Regions from separate parts of the Sus scrofa genome. Here region 1 is linked to region 2. The links are chromatin contacts, called in public HiChIP or PLAC-seq maps. All regions are on one chromosome and are shown on one strand. The core of a region is the stretch at or near the end of the contact, and the rest is flanking DNA. Distances in the headings are between cores, read along the strand shown. Region 1 has its middle 49 kb from the start of CCL2. Region 2 has its middle 14 kb from the start of CCL8.

Region 1 (6,515 bases), core at 458-2,957, 90 kb after region 2:
AGGTGGGCTCGAGGGTGAGCGTTGACCCAAGAAAGGAGCCTGAGATTTACTGTTCAGTTGCGTGCTCTCCTGTGTGGCCATTCCTCAAACCTCGGCCCAGGTGTGGGTTAGGGAGTTGGGGATGGAGGCTGAGGGCACTTTTGGGGGTGCGGGAGAAGTGAGGAGGAGCGATCCGAGGTGAGGGAGGGAAAGCTCAGAGCAGTATTTCAGGCTGAGGAGTGAAAAAAATGTAACGGAGCCGGACCCTGAGTGGCCTTCCCAGAATGGACGCGCCCCCCCCCCCCACTCCCGTCCGCCACCTGCCTTTTTATCTATAGAAAAACCTTCGTCAAAGAACCAATTTAATCAGAAGAGTGAAAAAAAATACAGAGGAAAAAAGAAAACAGTAGGAGTAATTCAGACATTCAACAAACTCAAGGACCTTGAAGTTAGTGCTTCAAAGACTGTAGTTGCTGCGGCTCTGGCGTAGGCCGGTGGCTGCAGTTCTGATTAGACCCCTAGCCTGGGAACCTCCATGTGCTGCAGGTGCAGCCCTAAAAAAGGACAAAAGACAAAAAAAAAAAAAAAATAGAGGGTAGACAGCAAACCGGGGACCACACAGCGAGGTTGCACAGAGACAGAGAGACAGAGACAGAGAGACAGGGCTCAGACCTGGGGTTCTGCCTTTTTTGGGGTGAGGGTGGGGTGCCCGGAGTTTTGCAGGTTCATCTTTATTGGTGAATTTAAAACAGAAGAGAAGGAATTAAAGCATGGAAGGGAAAAGAGGGGTCCCTAAGAGGTCAGGGAGCTAGGTCAGCCAGGACTTGCTAAAAGGGGAACTTTATCGGTGGGGTGGCCCCGCCCTTTATCTAGTTGTGTAGCTGGCCATGTGCTTATTTGAAACAGACGACTTTGAAGCGGATGCCTCAGTCATCAAAAGTTTTATGTCAACCCCTCACATTCCAGTCAAAAGCTAAGGGTCAGGTGCTCGTGCTACAATCTCCAGCTACTGGTTTAGAGACATTACATGTGGTTCGGTGTAGGTCGTGGATGGGCTCAGATCAGGTGTTGCCATGGCTGCGGTGTAGGCCGGTGGTGGCAGCTCTGATTCGGATGCCACAGGTGCGGCCATAAAAAGGAAAGAAAAAAAAAAACAAAAACGAAAGCAAGGAATTCCTGTCGTGGCTCTGTGGTTAACAAATCTGACTAGGAACCATGAGGTTCGATCCCTGGGTTAAGGATCTGGCATTGCTGCGAGCTGTGGTGTGGGTCACAGATGTGGCTCAGATCCTGCGTTGCTGTGGCTTTGGTGTATGTAGGCTGGCAACTACAGCTCTGATTTGACCCCTAGTCTGGGAACTTCCATATGCTGTGGGTGCTGCCCTAAAAAATAAAAATAAAAGAAAGGCCCTCTGCTGGGTCCTTGGAACCTTCCACAGTCTGTCCGTAACCCACTCCTCCAGCCCTATTTCCAGCCCCTCTCCCCATGCTTCATCCAGGCCAGCTGACCTCCCTCCCCATCAAAGCACCACGCTTACCCCGAGACTGGATGCTGACTTCATCATCCCTTCAAGCCTTCCTCACTCGCAAAGGCTCAAGTGGAAGAGCTTCCTCCTCCAGGAAGTCTTCCCTGACCAGGCAAAAATTCAGTGCCCCCCCACCCCGCTTCACGTGCTCATTAGTCACCCACAGAATTATCTCTCTGTGGTTCTGTTTTTGCCTGAATTTGCATATGATCTTGCCCCCAGCATGAGAGCTCTAGCGGGCAGACACTGCGTTTCCACAGTTTGTTCTTGGCATTCAGTAGCTTGAAAGGAAAAAATCAGATGTTCCTATTATGGCTCAGCGGAAACAAACCCAAGTATCCATGAGGATGTGGGTTTGATCCCTGACCTTGCTCAATGGCTTAAAGATCAGTGTTGCAGCAAGCTGTGGCATAGGTTGCAGCTGCTGCTCAGATCCTGTGTTGCTGTGGCTGTGGTGTAGGCCGGCAGCTATAGCTCCCATTCGACCCCTACCTAGCCTGGGAAATTCCATATGCTATGACCACGGTCCTTAGAAAAAAAAATAAAGAAGAAGAAAGAAAAAGAACAAGAAAGTGTGTGACTTAGAGTACTCTGTTGGCCCAGCAGGTTAAGGATTATGTTGTTAGTGCAGCAGCTCGGGTTGCTTCTGTGGCGCGGGTTCGATCCCTGGCCTGGCAATTTCCACATGCTGCAGGTGCAGCCAAATAAAAAATTGAAAGAAGACCCCAAGGGCTGGGGACACTGGGCAGAGCTAACAGTGGAGCCCTGAGTGCCTCCGGGTGCCCCCCCAGGAACACGGTGGTGGGAAAGGCCATTCTTTGCCTCCCCTGGGAGAAATGGACCAGGCCTCCCTCTACAGACAGCAGCCGCCGCCGCTCCCCACAAGGCTTGTTAACATGGTCATTTAATAAACAGTTGAGAAGTTAAGGGTCTGGGGTCCAGATCTGAATCTAGGGGTCTAGCGCTGCCTCCAGCTTTTACCAAGGGTGTGACCTCTGTACACACGTGAATTTCAGGGCCTGCTTTTCACCACAGAGCTTTAAAATAGGAGTAAAGGCAGCCCCCATCTCATCTCCTTGTGACTATTGCAGCCGAAACCCACCTCTGCACACCGGCGCCAATGACGTCTCAGAGACAGAGTTTTGGGTGAAGCAGAAAGAACAGCTTTATTGCTTTACCCGGCAAAGGAGGCCACAGCCGGCTGATGCCTCATAACTGTGTCCTCCTGGAGAGAGGAGAGCAGGGGGGGGAGGTGGTTATAGGATTATTTTGGAAAAAAAAGGCTGTGGATAAGGATCAGGGTGCCTGCATTCCTCTCACTCCATAGATCATTTCAAAGTCATCAGGGCAGGAGTCAGGTGTCCAGTGACAGTTTCTTGGTGGTCTCAGGGTTCTGGCACCTTGACCTTCTCTCTGCAGTGAAGATGGCTCACAAATGTAGGGGTGTCAGGGAGGGTTTCGATTACAAAAGCAAGCACTAGGTGCAATGTAACTCTAACTAGAAAGTAACCATTGGTCGTAAAGTCAGTGGGCCAAGTCTGGGCATAGCAGCATCCAGACTGTTTGAACTGGTTTTTAGCTGTATCAATATTTCCTAATCATTAACTCTTGAGTCAGACTTTTGAGACTGAGGGGAGGCCTGGGAGACCAAAGGAAAAGCCTGTTACTTTATTTATTTATTTATTTATTTATTTATTTGTCTTCTTGTCTTTTTAGGGCCGCACTCACAGCATATGGAGGTTCCCAGGCTGGGGGTCGAATCGGAGCTGCATCTGCCAGTCCACATCACAGCCACAGCAACTTGGAATCCGAGCTGTGTCTGCAACCTACACCACAGCCCACGGCAATGCCGGATCCTTAACCCACTGAATAAGGCCAGGGATCGAATCCGAAACCTCATGGGTCCTAGTCGGATACCTCTCCACTGTGTCAGGACGGGAACTCCAAAAGCCAGTTACTTTAAAACACAAGGACTTGGGGGCTTGTATACCGTTTCAATATGGGCTGGGCAGCTGCAATGCTGCTCCAGTGAGCACTCAATAAGTATGAACTTTGCCTGTTAGATCCCACATTGAGCGTTTTGACCTGCAGATTCAGGCTGTGTTACGTGGAAAGAAAGATCAGACTCCAGCCCCATCTCCAGCACCTCCAGCTCAGTCCTTAGGAACTTAGTCTCCCTCTCTGGGCATCTGTTTGATCATCTTTGAAATAAAGAAAATCACAGGAGTTCCTGTTGTGGCTCAGCAGAAAAGAATCAGACTAGTGTCTATGAGGATGTGGGTTCCATCCCTGGCTTCACTCAGTAGATGGGGGATCCGGCATTGCCGTGAGCTGTGGTGTAGGCTGGCGGCTCTGATTCCACCCCTAGCCTGGGAACTTCCATATGCCACGGGTGTGGCCCTAAAATGAAAAAAAAAAAAATTCATACCCTGCATACAGGGTTAAGGTTAAGTCTGAAATGGTGCTTACGAGGTGCAGAGAACCCCTGGCATATATGGCAGTCACATATGGGGCTCATGGGGGTGTTCCTATCCTCTCCCATCTAAGTTTCCCCCCTTCTGTATGGCAGAGGGGTTGGGCAGAGATAGCGGCAACTGGAGGAAAGAAATACAGAGGGGACATGCAGGGCGTAAAGGATCCTGAAAATTCAAGTTGTGTCTTTAGAGGTTGATGTGGGGCTGCTGCTACCTGCTGCATTGAGCTGGAATGGCATCAGACAGAGCTCTGATGCCACCTTGTGTTGGAAGATGCTGGTGACAGATTCATGCCTGCTTCTGGACGCTCCTATTTCATTGATATATTTGACCATGCCGATGCCTTGTCATCTTGATTGCTGCAGTTTTATACTAAATCCTGAAATCAGGTTCTAAAAGTATCTACCTTTCATAATTGTTTCGAATGTTATAGGCGATTTTCATTTTCAAATACATTACAGTTTATCAGTTTCTACAAAAAAAGCCGGCTATAATTTTGAGTGTAATGGATTGAATTTGTACATCTATTTGGAGAGAATTAGTGTTAAAGCTTCTATTTTACACACATGGTATATCTTCTTCATTTATTTAGGTTGTTTTGCATTTCTTTTTGTAGTTTCCTGTAGTTTTCAGTGTCATTGTCTTCCATATATTTGCTAAAATTTATCATTGGGTATTTTATGCCTTTAGATGCTATTTTAAATGATTTTTCTTTTATCTCATCTTCCATGTATTTGTTGCTGGTATACAGGATCTTTACATATTAATATTTTCTCCTGAATCCTTGCTAAACTCACTTATTAATTCTCATTTTTTATAGATTCCTTAGGATTTTATATATTCAAATTATGTTATCTGAGAATAAAGCTAGCTTTGTTTCTTCCTTTTCAATCTGTATGCTTTTCGTGAGCTTATTTTGCTGTATTATTCTGGCTAGGATAGCTAATGCAACATCTTATAAAAGAACAGATATCCTTGCTCTGGTCCGAGTCCTAGTTTTTGATGGACAAACTATTTTGCTTATTACTATTATATATTTTGTGGTTTGTAGGGTGTTTTTTTTTTTGTTTGTTTGTTTGTTTGTTTTTGGCTGCTCTGCAGCATCTGGAGTTCCCTGGTCAGGGCTCAGATCCAAGCTGCCCACAGTTGTGCCTCCGGTTACTGCTGTGGCCGTGCCAGACCCTTAACCCACTGTGCTGGGCCAGGCATCAACCTTGCATCCTGGCACCACCAATCCTGTTGCGTCACAGCAGAAACTCCTACCTGTAGATTTTTAAACTATTATTACCCTTTATCAGACTGAGAGGTTCCATTTTATTCTGAGTTTATGGATACCTTTTTTTAAATCATGAATTGGTGTTGAATTCATCAAATGATTTTCCCATCTATTTTGAGGTGATCTTTCTCCTTTTTTCAATGTGGGGGAAATAATGTATTTTTATTGTATTTATTTATTTGTTTACTTACTTATTTATTAAGGCCACGTGCAGCATATGGAAGTTCCCAGACCCAGGGATTGAACCCAAGCCTCAGTTGGAACCTGCACTGCAGCTGTGGTACTGCCAGAACTCTTAACCCACCGTGCCAGGCTGTAGATTGAACCCCTGCCCCCACAGTAATCCTAGCCACTGCAGTCAGAGTCTTAACCCACTGCACCACAGCAGGAACGCCTTAATTTATTTTTAAATGTTGAAACTTGCTTGCATTACAAGGATAAATCTCACTTGATTGGGATATGGTTATCTTTTTTATATATTGCTAGATTCTATTGGTCTTTTTTGAGATTTTTGTGTCTATGTTCATGGGTAATTTTGGTCTGGAATTTTCATGGTTTATAGGATTCTTTTGCATATGGAGGGTCCCAGGCTAGAGGTCCAATTGAAGCTATAGCTTCTGGCCTACACCACAGCCACAGCAACATCGGATCCGAGATGCATCTGTGAACTACACCACAGCTCACGGCAACACCAGATCCTTAACCCACTGAGCAAGGCCAGGGATTGAACCCACAACCTTATGGTTCCAAGTCAGATTCATTTCTGCTGTGCCACGATGGGAACTCCTGGTTTATGGGATTCTTAGCAGCGTTTGGTATTAAGGTTTCAGTCAGCTCTTGAAATGAAGTGGGAATTGTTTCTCTTTATTTCCTGAAATAATCTGAGGAATATTGTGATAGAAGCTTTGGACAATTAACTTAAACTCTCTTGGGTTTTTTCTTCCCATTGTACAGTGGAGTTGATACTGTGTGGTGCGGTGAAGAATAGATGAGATGATATCTGAAAAACTGCCTCATGATGCACTTAGTATGCCCTCAACACATGATAGGTGTCTTATCAATAAATATGATTACATCACTAGGAGGACTGGAAACTTAGCACACGGTGATTCTTGAAGTCCTTTCTTCGGTGAAATTCCAACTCTTTTCTCTCGAAGGACTTAAATTTGAACCATTGTGTCGCATTGGCAGAGCTTTTCAAAATTGGTTTTAGCGGTTATCTCATTTGATGCCACCAGAGCCTCCAAAAGTAACATCATT
Region 2 (6,479 bases), core at 3,620-6,119:
CACAGTCCTTAAAAGTGGAGACCCTCTCCTGCTGCCTCGGAGATAGAGACAGAAGAATGAGATGAAAACTGTGTGTGAGAGGGGCTGCCGTTGCTGGATTTGAAAATGGCAGAAGGGGCTCTGAATCAAGCATAGCGGTGGCTTCTAGAAGCTGGGAACAGCCCTCAACTGATAGCAAAAAACCAAGGATCTCAATCCGATAACCCAAAGGAATTGAATTCTGCCAATACCGCCAATGTTCAAGAAAAGGGATTCTTCTCTAGGGGCTTCTAGAAAGATACACGGCTCTACCAACACTTTAAAGTTAGTCTGATAAGACCTTTCGCACTGTGAGATAATACATTTATGTTGTTTAAGCCACTGATTGTGTGGTATGTTATTATGACAATAGTAGAAAACTAATGTATTATTCTTTAAAAAGGTATGATGCTTTGTTAATAAAAATATGATCTTGCATATAGGTGAAACCAGCCTACACTGATAGAATTCAGACTAAATACTCCCTTTGGGGGATATTAATTGGCAGAGGCACTTCTGGGGTTTGGAAAATTCTATCAATGTTGAATTTGAGTGGTGGCTGCACGGAGTGTAAACATGTATAAAATTGTCTTAACTTTATTCAACTTTATTTTAGAGAAGTATGACCTCAGTTAAAAAGGAAATAGAGGAGCTCCCATTGTGGCTCAGTGGGTTAAGAATCATACATAGTGTCTGTGAGGATGCTGGTTCGATCCCTGGCCTCGCTCAGTGGGTTAAGGATCCGGCCTTGCAGTGAACAGCAGTCTAGGTCGAAGACGTGGCTCGGATCTGGCATCATTGTGGCTGTGACAAAGGCTGGCAGCTGCTGCTCCGATTTGACCCCTAGCCTGGGAATTTCCATATGTCACGGGCACAGCCCTAAAAAGAAAAAAAAAAAAAAGTAAACAGAAACTTTAACTTTTTATTTATCTGTTGGTATTTTTATGTACATGTTACTGGTTTAGGCTTTTTATCTTGTGAATTGGTAGTCTCCTTAGTTTAAGAATTCACTTATTTTTCTTCTTTATTTATGAGACTTTAAAGCTTCTACCGCTTGTATTGTCCCCTTTTTGAAAGCACAGTATCACCTCTTCACAATGCAGAAGTTTCAGAACATGAAACATAACCCAGACTTCAGAATTTCCTCTTAGAAGAAGGAGGAACTTAAACCCTTCTAGGATGGAAATTTTTTAAAGCTCTGGGACTGTCCCCGCCAGTTGCATCATGTTGGATGCACATGGTCCAGCGAGGTTTAGGAAGCAAGCTTGCATTTAACCTCAGTCCACATGGGAGGCCACAAAATAACTCCAGGACCTTTTTCTATTCCAGTGAGATGGCGTGATACAGAAGGTGCCTCTGGAAGCAAGAAATAGAAATAGGAAGAGGAATTCCCATCGTGGCGCAGAGGAAATGAATCTGATTAGGAACCATGAGGTTGCGGGTTTGATCCCTGGCCTCGCTCAGTGGGTTAAGGATCCAGCATTGCCATGAGCTGTGGTATAGATTGTAGAAGCAGGGTCGGGGTGGGGCGGGGGGCTTCCTAGTTGGTACTTCGTGAAAGCACATATGACAACGTGCCCTGACTTTAGGAGCGGGTGGATGGCAAGCCTGTGGTCTAGACAGACGATGTGCGGGGTGTGGACCGGGCTGAGTTAAGTTTGGGAAGGAAAGGAGGCTGCTGCCGTGGAAGGTGGTCCCCTCCATCTTCAGTGATTCCCAAGGAACATCGGGGTCGGGTGGAGAAGAGCAGCTTGAGAATCACAAGCCCAGGCTATATTTTATAGCTTAGGTCCAGATTTAATTCAGAGATACCTGACGCATAGAAACAACAGAGAGAGGCGTTAAAAGAAAGAGCTGAAGTGCTTTTCAGCAGGGGACTTGGCTCCTCGGTGACGAGCCAGGACCAGAGACGAGCAGAGGCCAGGGAAGTGTCCGGTCCTTACAAAGACAGCCATGCAAGTTCATGTTCAAGACGGGGGTGGGGGCAGACTCCAAATGTGGCAGCACAAAGGAGCACCTAGACCCAGCCTTGGGTCCCCGGGGAAACCGGTTAAAAACCTGAAAGGGGGAGGAGTTCCCGTCATGGTGCAGTGGTTAACGAATCCGACTAGGAACCATGAAGTTGCGGGTTCGGTCCCTGCTCTTGCTCAGTGGGTTAAGGATCCGGCGTTGCCGTGAGCTGTGGTGTAGGTTGCAGACGCGGCTCGGATCCTGCGTTGCTGTGGCTCTGGCATAGGCCGGGGGTACAGCTCCGATTCGACCCCTAGCCTGGGAACCTCCATATGCCGCAGGAGCGGCCCAAAGAAATAGCAAAAAAAAAAAAAAAAAAAAAAAAAAACCTGAAAGGGATATTTCCCTAAGCCACGGGCTGACTCAGAATCTTGGGATAAAGCCTGGAAATGTGCGTTTTCAGAAGTGGTCTAGTGATTTCCATTCACTGCCTGAAGCCATCACTGCAGGGCAGAAGCATGTCCATGGGTGGGTCGGCAGAGCCTCCCGGAAGGGGAAATGATTTGCAGGTCTCCGCTGACAGCTTAGTGCAGGGACACAGCCTAACGAAGAGGGAGGATGGTGATGCATCTGTGTTTGGCCCCTGGTTCCTGGTGGGACCTCTTGTCTATCAGAGCTCTTTGAAATGAAAAGCGGTGGCTTAACTAAGGGAGTGCAAGCAGATTCTAGTTGAAGTTGTCCAGGCAGAGACAGCCTCACCTCCCCCCTGCACCCCGCCCCCTCTGCCAACCCGGCCCTCTTACCATCCCCCACCTTCTGCTCAAGGCTTGCCTAGTGCCAGAGGGGCTTCTGAGTGCTGATACACACGGTGGCATCTTCGTTGTCTCTATTCAAACTCACTCCATTGGAGATTGAGGGGTTACTATTTTTTTTTTTTTTTTTTTTTTTGTGCTTTTTACGGCCGCACCCATGGCCTATGGAAGTTCACAGGCTAGTGGTCAAATCAGAGCTGCAGCTCCCAGCCTATGCCACAGGCTCAACAAGGCAGGATCTGAGCCACATCTTCGACCTATGCCACAGCTCTTGGCAACGCCAATCCTTAACCCACTGAGCAAGGCCTGGGCTCGAACCCGAGCCCTCAAGAATACTAGTTGGATTCGTTTCCCCTTTGTGACAGGAACTCCTGTTGAGGGGTTACTCTTGATGGGCATTTAGAGATGGGATCTTGGGGCAGAAGAGGCACACAGGACTACTGAACCCAGCCGGAGGCTGAATGAAGATGCTAATTGCTCCCAGGACTGTGGGGGCCTTGCTGGAGACTTGATGAAAACCTGTGTCCAGGAATTCCCACTGTGGCTCAGTGGGTTAAGAACCCAACATAGTGGGAGTTCCCCTCGTGGCTCAGCAGTAAGGAACCCAACTAGTATCCATGAGGACGCAGGTGAGATCCCTGGCCTTGTTCAGTGGGTTCAGGATCCAGCATTGCCATGAGCTGTGGTGTAGGTCACAGATGCAGCTTGGATCCCTCATGGCTGTGACTGTGGTGTAGGCTGCATCTCTGATTGGACCCCTAGCCTGGGAACTTCCATATGCCCCAGTGTGGCACTGAAAAAAAGAAAAAAAAAAAAAGAACCTGACATGGTGTCCATGAGGAGACAGGTTCCATCCCTGGCCTCATTCAGTGGGTTAAAGATGTGGCGTTGTCACAAGCTGCAGTGTGGGCCCGCAGCTGCAGCTCCAATTGGACTCGTAGCCTAGGAACTTTCAATTTGCCACAGGTGCAGCCCTAAAAATAAATAAATGAATAAATAAATAAATAAAATAGAACCGTGTCTAGGCAGGCAATGGTGGAGTCAGAAGTGGGTTGGCCCCGAGTATAGATCTGGAGCACTGTCCCTTCCAGTCCTCCTGGAGCCAGTGCCCGCGGTGATGTCTGCCAGTGGGCATGTCTCCTAGAACAGAGGGAGATGGTGAGGCACTGGACCCCAGTGCCGGAATGGCCCCGTCTGACTTGAACCTTGGCATGGAGAGCAGCCAAAGCAAAAGGCCACTCACTGGAGGCATGACCCCCACTTCCTAAAATCGTGGCAGCTTATGGATGTGTCGCAGCCTCTTTGCTCCTCTGGCTGCTCTGCCTGATTTTTATAGTGTTGTGATCCTTTATTTTTCAGGAGGTAGAGAGTTAGCAGGATGGGCAAGAAGCCCTTCCCTCGGCGGGGTCAAGGCCAAGGAATGATGAAATGAGACCTAAAATCTGCAGAGTAAGTGGTGGGGGCTTGGAGAGGTTTCCTGGAAGAAAGAAAGGGAACCAGTGAGCCCAGACCGCACAATCTTCCACTCTGTGCCAAGAGCAACAGGGCGCAGAGAGGAAGAGGAGGTACAGTCATGCCCGGCCTAAGAGTAGGAAATGCTCTAAGTTGGATCGTCTTAAGGACTCCATTTCCTTTTCACTGAGAAGCCTTCTGTAGATAAGGGAGGAAGAAAGGAAACTGGTCGTAAGAGAGATGAGAATATCCCCACGAGGGGCTCGACCCTGTGCCGGGATTGCAGCCAGAGGCTTACAACACTCCTCCTTGCTAAAGACTTCGTTAGAAAGCAGGAGGGTATTAAATTAGAGCCCAGGCTGAAGGGAGGAATCCCAGTCATAAAGCTCTTGGGTTTAGCATCAGAGGAGATCAGAGCTACGTGGCCGATAAAGATCTTGGAATGCTGTGGTTCTCAAACCTCAGCTTAGCTGTCAGTCTTCCCCAAGTGCAATCATAGGCGGAACCCCAATAATCAACCAGGGCAAGTGAAGTGAGATGTACTGATCAAGTTGAATTCCTCCTGCGCCCTCCCAAGACCGGGTATGGGAGACAATTGGAACCACAGAAGTGAACACAGGCCACATGTGGGTTCTGCTTGCTGGGGATTGGCTCCCTCTAGTGGACAGTTGGTGCAGAGGCAGGGAACTGTGCAAGGTTTGGGGAGAAAGCACTGCATCAAATACTGGCTTAGAAGTATTTTAGGGACATTTGTCCAGCTACCCCTGCACTTTGTGCTCATCCTTGATTCTGACTTGGCCCCCTCTGCGCAAGCAGACAGTTCCTCTGAAAATCTATGGATGGGAGCTCCCATCGTGGCTCAGCGGAGACAAATTTGACTAGTATCCATGAGGTCACATGTTCCATCCTTGCCCTTGCTCCATTAAGGATCTGGTGTTGCCCTGAGCTGTGGTGTAGGTTGCAGATGTAGCTCGGATCTGGTGTTGCTGTGGCTGTGGGTAGGCCAGCGGCTAGAGCTCCAATTCGACCCCTAGCCTGGGAACCTCCGTATGCCATGGGTATGGCCCTAAAAAGACCAATAAATAAATAAATAAATAAATAAATAAATAAATAAATAAATAAAAAGGGAAATCTGTGGATGACACATAGGTGTGCAGGACAGCACGGGGGCCATGGCCAGAGGGGATTGAAGCCTCTCTGTTGAGGGTGTCAGATCCATAGGTCAAGGGTCACGGTCTTCAACTGCTGCAGCCCCCTCCCTCTAGGAACTTCCTCAAGGCAAAGGTCAGAGTGCCCCCTGAGACAAGGCAAAACGCCTGCTTCTGCCCACCAGACAAAAGCCCTGGGCATATCAGCGTGAGATGTAAAAACGGTGAAGAGTCAGAAGCCAGATCTCAGGATCCACTTCTAGAAATGGGACTAGTTCAACTTGCCAGGGTTAAAGGCGCGGATGTACAGAAAGTGCTCTGAACGGTGACTCCTGATAAGTTCTCAGTAAGTTGACTAGTTGTTACTTTCAGAGAAAGCATGGCTGAGGGTCTCTGAGAAGAGACTCAAAGTATGAGACAATCCAATTGTCATCATTTCCGCCCCCCCGTCAACTCTTGGTTCCAAACTGAGACATGCTGCAGGCGGGGGGATGGTGTTTCAGGAACGTTATGAAAAATGAACCAGGAGGGGAGTTCCCGCTGCAGCTCAGCAGGTTGAGGAGATGAGGTCGCCTCTATGAGGATGTGGATTCCATCCCTGGCCTCGGTCGGTGGGTTAAGGATCCAGCGTTGCTGCAAGCTCTGGCGTGGGTCACAGATGCGGCTTGGATCTGCCATTGCTGTGGCTGTGGCTCCATTTTGACCCCTGGCCTGGGAACTTCCATATGCCGCAGGTGCTGCCATAAAAAGAGAAATAATGATAATTTTTAAAAAAGGACCACAAGGAATAGGAGGGAGCAGCCCCAGATATCGTGGTGAGGACCAGAAGTTTTGAGGGCTCAGGGCCACAGAAGATCGTGGCTGATGTGTTGTGGGGATGACGGCCTCTGAGTGATGCTGGTGTCACAGCTGGCGAGTGTTTGGCGATGCCAAGCTGCTATTTTCATCTTGCAGCTTCTTTCCACAGACTTCAGCTTTCTGCTACCTGGGGAACTCCGTGTGAAAAGTTAACCCAATTATTGCTCTAACCATGCATGTTGGGCAGCTGTTCTGTCTGGCTCAGTTGCCTTCTGCAGCGAGGTGGGTGTCCTCTGTTTGT

The links. HiChIP or PLAC-seq counts read pairs in DNA pulled down with a chosen protein or histone mark.
Region 1: an H3K27ac HiChIP or PLAC-seq map of alveolar macrophages shows a contact between it and region 2. The contact joins two enhancer-like sites. A contact is called at or near these places in 16 of 47 Hi-C or Micro-C datasets (alveolar macrophages, differentiating spermatogonia, embryonic fibroblasts and 10 more) and 1 of 2 datasets of contacts at active chromatin or transcription factors (alveolar macrophages).

The regions. Positions count from the first base shown.
Region 1 is chr12:40,845,859-40,852,373 of Sscrofa11.1, forward strand. No RefSeq gene overlaps it. Among named protein-coding and RNA genes, the nearest start is that of CCL2, 49 kb to the left of the region's middle. Within about 2 kb of position 1,708, at least 6 of the 83 cell types and tissues checked have an H3K27ac peak or open chromatin away from gene starts, as enhancers often do. A contact at or near this core is called in alveolar macrophages and retroperitoneal adipose tissue, where this site is marked.
Region 2 is chr12:40,752,977-40,759,455 of Sscrofa11.1, forward strand. No RefSeq gene overlaps it. Among named protein-coding and RNA genes, the nearest start is that of CCL8, 14 kb to the left of the region's middle. Within about 2 kb of position 4,870, at least 15 of the 83 cell types and tissues checked have an H3K27ac peak or open chromatin away from gene starts, as enhancers often do. A contact at or near this core is called in alveolar macrophages and retroperitoneal adipose tissue, where this site is marked.